Linked DNA regions of Danio rerio: region 1 is linked to region 2. A link is a contact called in public Hi-C data. All regions are on one chromosome and are shown on one strand. The core of a region is the stretch at or near the end of the contact, and the rest is flanking DNA. Distances in the headings are between cores, read along the strand shown. Region 1 overlaps LOC141377189 (a long non-coding RNA gene). Region 2 overlaps si:rp71-1h3.1 (a long non-coding RNA gene).

Region 1 (3,108 bases), core at 307-2,806, 210 kb after region 2:
GAATATGTGCCCTATCAAGTGTTCATAAACTCACCCTTTTTATCAATTTATCAAAAAAGTAATGTTAACTGTTTTATGAGTTAAATGTACCCCAACCCCAATTATTATTATTTTTTGAGTCTGAAGAACACAAAAATATTTTTTTGACCATTGACTTCCACTGCAACAGAAGTTTCTCTTAATGTGTTTTATGTTTCACAGAAGTCATAAATGGTTGAAACCACAATGGCATGAGATAATAGAAATTGAATTGGTGGGGTAACTTTCCTGCATATTTGAATATTTTGTAAGGCTTAAATTGTTAAATTCTAGGTTCTTGGATAAGTTTTTTAAAGTCTTTAAACTCGAAGAATAGAATGCTAATCCAACAAATCATATATTAAAACATTACAGATATTTTTTAAATGCCCAGTTTTCTTGATTTAAATAAAACAATATTCAAAGAGTTCTATTATTTTTTTATAAAGAGTAATTAGCACTTTTATATGTTGGCTAAAACCCCCTTACTTTATCTGTAGTAATTAACTATGTCAGTTTGATGCATAAGAAAGATTGCACAATAAAGTCATTTAGCATACAAGTTGAATAGCCTAAATGATGACAGGATAAAAATTTTAGAGTGACTTATTTCTTAAGCATAAACATTTTCTTTAATGTTACACTGTTAAAAAAGGAAAAGCTGTTCTTTTTATTTTATTACCATTTTTATTTTTTTTTATAATTTGCAGTTTTCTCTATGATTGAAGTGCTCTTTAAAAGTGGGTGGCACAGTGGTTAGCACTGTTGCCACACAGCAAGGTTGCTGGTTCGAGTCCTGGCTGGGCCATTTGGCATTTGTCTGTGGAGTTTGCATGTTCTCCTCGTGCTGGTATGGGTTTCCTCCAAGTCAGTTTCCCCCTCAGTCCAAAGACATGCACTAGAGGTGAATTGGGTAAAAATTGGCTGCAGTGTAAGTGTGTGTGTATAAGTGTGTATAGGTGTTTCCCAGTATAGGTTGGAGCTGGAAGTGCATCCACTGCGTAAAACATATGCGGGAATAGTTAGCAGTTCATTCTGCCGTGGCGACCTCTGAAATAGAGACTAAGCCAAAAATGAATGAATGCTATTTAAAAGTTAACAACACATACTCTTAATCTTAATTTATATTAAAAAATTATTTTTCTTTTAATAATCAACTTTAACGTTAATACAAAAATTAAATAAAAATAAAATCATTGTAAGGGCGTAGTTGTTTAATTAACTTTAAATTGCTTTTTTGGAAAAATTCCATTCTTTAATAATGTATTAATAGCCTAATGTAAAAAAAAATATGTTTTATAAATATGTTACATTAAGTTTGTTGTAGCCTGTAGCCTATCTTGAAATTTCCATCAGAAAATGGACCGTTTCTTGTTAGACGGAAAATTGTAGGTCTATACTGTTTTTGAGTAGCTTGCTTTAACTCACTCTCAAGTCTTCAAACAACCTGAGACTGGAGTAAAAGACCACATATCCAGGGCAGAGGAGGACAGTTAGCGCGGATGGTGGAGATAATGCTTGAAAAATGATACAACAGCAGAGACTAGTGGTGAGACGGAGCTTTGTGAACGCTCTTCCTATTTCTTCAACCTCCGCTGTTCCTCCTTTATAGCCTTGACCTTTCCCACTGTTTGCTCAATGATCTAAGTTACATTTATAACAGATTAGGCTGTAAGGCGGGAGGTCATTAGGGAGAGGTCTCCCACAATATACACATAAGTAAACTTTCTATACTAATGAAAAACCGACGGGTCGTAATCCCTATATGAAAATTCTTTAATGGATTGTGTTGACTTGGCGGTTCTATGAAAAGTTATAATTAGCATTTTAATATGTCGGGTTAAACCTCTGTGTATTCACTTTCTGTTTGTTCATTAACAGATGTGCATATAGCTAGTGTTACTATATTTAGATCTATTACAACTCATTTGATTTTTTTTTACTTTAAACAAAGTTATGTTTCATTTTTAGGAACATTTTATAGATTTTTCTCTCTCTATCGCTGTCATTCAATCGCAAGCAAACACAGGAGATAAAGTAAGGCTTTAATTAGAGATGTGTCATTAAAATATCCTCTCTTTCCAGAGATGGTGGGGGTTTGCTTCTGGATGGTTGGGTGGGTATTAACAAGTTCATGGATCTTATTACTTTCTCCCTCCGTTGCATGCTGTCAGCTCCTAGGGATATGATATCCGATGGCTGGGCTCACATTTACAACAAGTTCATTACGGCACGACTGCCGCTCTTTCTGCTTGGGCCCAGCTGGTTGGAGGGGTCTGTGTTTTAATTAGTGCTGAGGGTGTGCATATTAATTACAACATGAGTGATATTTACTGTACCTAAGGAACACAGGACCGGCTAAAGACACTGGCAGCCTCAGCTAATAAAGCCAGCCATGCTAATGAGCAAAAGGAACCATAAAAATAGACGGCGGCAAAATAATTCATAAAGTTTATTGATCTCGGAGTAAAGACGTTAAGCTCCGATTAAGGGCAACAAAAGGAAAGGCATCGCACTTTATCAAATAAATAAGCCGAGTGGAGAAATGTGAGCACGGAGACAGATTGTCATTAAGTAGGTCACGTGACGCTTTTCTCCAGAGAACGGCAAATATTCGTTCATGCGGTGAAAGAATAAAATAAAGGAGGGGGAAACACTAGAGTTTTCTCATAAATCGGATGAACGTAAAACTGCTGTTGGTCTGATTGTCAAAGACATTTGTGATTCATCTAAACGCAAAGACGTTTCTTGTAACTGTGCACAAGTTTCAGGTAGGCTATTCGCAAACTTTTATTATATTTTTATATTGTAAGTTTTGCTTGAGGTGTAGTAGGCTATTCTTTAAGAACAGTACAGCCAATATGTAAAAAAAAAAAGAAACATATGCACTTTCCCTTTCGAAAAAATACCCTTAGATCTTTGCAGATAGTATTTATTTATACAGCCTAATCATTTTTTAGGAGTTTTTCACCTTTTATTGGACGGGACAGTGGAACGTAGGCAGGAAAATGGGGGTAGAGGGGAGAGCAGACAGAGAAGAAGGATTGAAAAAGGACATCTGAGCTGGGAATCGAACTTGGGTAACCGTGA
Region 2 (2,800 bases), core at 288-2,787:
TATTTAAACAATGCGAGAGATAATAAATGAGCCCTTTCAATACAATCAACAACCTCAGGCAAAACAGAGGAAAAAAAAAAAACATCACAAGAGAAAATATCTCGGCTGTTGACCACGCTGAAAGGCCAAAAAAGACCCCCGTCTAAGAGCCTGGATACATATTCATACCACAGCCTTGTTGCATTTAAACAAAGCGTGTTTGGAAACAGAGTGTGTTTACCGAAAAGAAAAACTGACAGGTCACATTAAAATGACCTGACAAGATTCTGAAAGGTGACTATCGGGGCAAAACGCATTATGAATTGCAGTTTTCAACTGGACTTACATGCAAACATGACAAATGTTTAATTCCTTGAAAGAGAGTGGGGGAAAAAAAGCCATTTTCCGTGAGACACTGTGGAGATGACATGTCAACGCAAGGCTGTTCTATTATTTGCTTGAGTAATCATAACAATACAACATGCTTTCCCCCAAGAGTTAATTGCAATGTGGAGGAACAGGCCAATGCAAGCAATTCTATATTTGCACCAGCGTGTTGGGGTGCTGCTTTTCTCTCGAGATAAGAGAAAATGTCTCATTTTAACGTTATGTGTTACATATTGATATATTAGCCATTGTGGTAAACCAGCACTTCACAGAGGGTCATGTACTGTGTTACAATTGTACACCAAATAATGACTGTTTTAGAAGTGCATGAATTAAGATAATTATTTGTTATGTATTATAAATGGAGATAATTATTGTGTCCGACAATAAACCATTCAAAAGACATTATTAAATGTGTCCAGAAAAAAAAAAGAACAATCTTCTAAATCTTTTTCTTTGTTTCGAAGAAATAAATGCAACTAGTGTTCAAAACAACATGAGAGTAAATGACGAAATCAATATCAATGCATACTTCGAAAACATGCAAAGATGTTAATTGTAGCTTATATTTTTTTTATGTATTTATTCATTTACTTATGGATAATTTAATTTAGACTTAAATAAAAAAAATCTACATAATTAGCAAAACATTATTCGCTTAACATGGCATCAAAACACAATAATTAATGAGAATAATGTCATGTTTTGATCGAAAAAATAAGCAATATAAGTCAAGTGTTTAAAATAACAATGTCTATTTACACTTGATGATGATTTCAGCTTTCAGTAAATAACCCTGTGCATATCTCAAATGACCCAATCAAACTGAACTAGTGAAAAACAAATGATTCATGTCTTAATGAACTGTTTACATTTAACAATGACAGGCAAGTCAAGAAATGAATAAGCCACAAAACAAGCACTTTGAGTGTGGTTAAAGTTTGCATCCTGCATCTAAAAGGAGGTTTGAAGGATGTGTGTGAGTGTGTGTGTGTGTGTGTGTGTGTGTGTGTGCGTGTGTGTGTGTGTGTGTGTGTGTGTGTGTGTGTGTATGCGTGTCTCAAGGTTTGACAGCTGAGGATATTTGCATGCACACACAGTTTCACATGCAGTCACACTGGCAAGCTGCTGGGCTCTTATCACCTCAGATAAGGCCTGACTGGCCTTTTACCTAGGGGAGCCAGGTCTAATCTGAAAAAGCCTGTCACTAACAAAGAGAGATCCCTTCCTCAAGGATAGCAGGGCTAAAGTGAAACCCAACTTTGCTCCTCTTCCTCTTTACTTCCTTTTATCTGCCCCTTCATTTGGGCCCAGACTTATTATTCCCATAATGCAACACTTTCACCTCGGCTCAACCACTCCATTACCCGTGGATATTGTCCCTCCTGCCCTTACTGTCTGATAAGTGCAAATGAATGGCCAAATAAATATTGACAAGCAGTTTTTTTTTTTTTACTTTCCCAGCTGGATTGACTTTGTCTGCACCCTGGCAATATTACAATGAGTATTGAGACTCTTACAAAAGCTTGAGTTTAATCCAAGGATAATATGTCTGTCACGTTTATTCACCCAAGAAAAAAAGAGCACAAACAGTCAATGACTGTTACATCTATCAAACCCATGGCCATTAATCAAATCACCTATGGTCAGATTAAACAAAAGTATGATAAAATACATATAAGTGTAGCTGTAATGAGGCAAGGCAAGTTTATTTATATAGCACATTACATACACAATGCTATTTTAAAGTGCTTAACATAAACGAGAATTAAAGAAACCAAAGGATACACGAATAAGAAATAAAATCAACAAAGAATCAAAAATATTTTAAAATAATTATTAATGAGTGTGGTGTAGGGCTGGGCGATTAATTAAAAAATAATTTTTCCAGGTCAATTTTTTTCAAAAACTTTTGCTACCACATGTGGAGTCATGTGACCCTGCTCTGTTAGCCACTCTTTGCAGCCACATCTGATCCTTGCTCAAGTAGGACGATGGATCCATTCTTGAGCCTTACTTTGGATTACATTGACGATGATTGAAAGCTGCGCCTGAGATGCCTTGAGACAACATATTTTACATTACATTAAAATTATTATTTACATTAAAATATTTGTTTACAGGAGATGCAAGAAATGCAGTTCAAAATATAAATTTACAGAATATACAATAATTATTTTATTTAAAAGAGATACTGCTAATGTTCTATTCCATTCTTTTGATATGAAAAACATTTAAAATAATTTATATTGTTTTCAAAATAAAAGTTATTTATTTTCACTTTTTTAAAAGAAAAAAAAAATTACTGTACGTTTTAGGCAAAGATGCCTAAACTAGAGCCTGCAGGCTACAGTTGGCCCATGCTAACCTATGATTTAGCCCGCCTTTCTATGTAATAAGAGAGGGGAAATGATGGACTGTTTATTGAGGTGAA

The links. A called contact is a pair of places that touch in the nucleus more often than the background predicts.
Region 1: a Hi-C map of embryo shows a contact between it and region 2, with 2.2 times the contacts expected there. The contact joins two enhancer-like sites. A contact is called at or near these places in 4 of 18 Hi-C or Micro-C datasets (caudal fin, embryo, hematopoietic stem cells and 1 more).

Annotation. Positions count from the first base shown.
Region 1 is chr13:30,036,670-30,039,777 of GRCz12tu, forward strand. All of the region lies in intron 2 of LOC141377189 (a long non-coding RNA gene), which reads left to right. Among named protein-coding and RNA genes, the nearest start is that of vrk2, 16 kb to the left of the region's middle. Within about 2 kb of position 1,557, at least 19 of the 62 cell types and tissues checked have an H3K27ac peak or open chromatin away from gene starts, as enhancers often do.
Region 2 is chr13:29,831,679-29,834,478 of GRCz12tu, forward strand. All of the region lies in intron 2 of si:rp71-1h3.1 (a long non-coding RNA gene), which reads right to left. Among named protein-coding and RNA genes, the nearest start is that of si:rp71-1h3.1, 90 kb to the right of the region's middle. Within about 2 kb of position 1,538, at least 7 of the 62 cell types and tissues checked have an H3K27ac peak or open chromatin away from gene starts, as enhancers often do.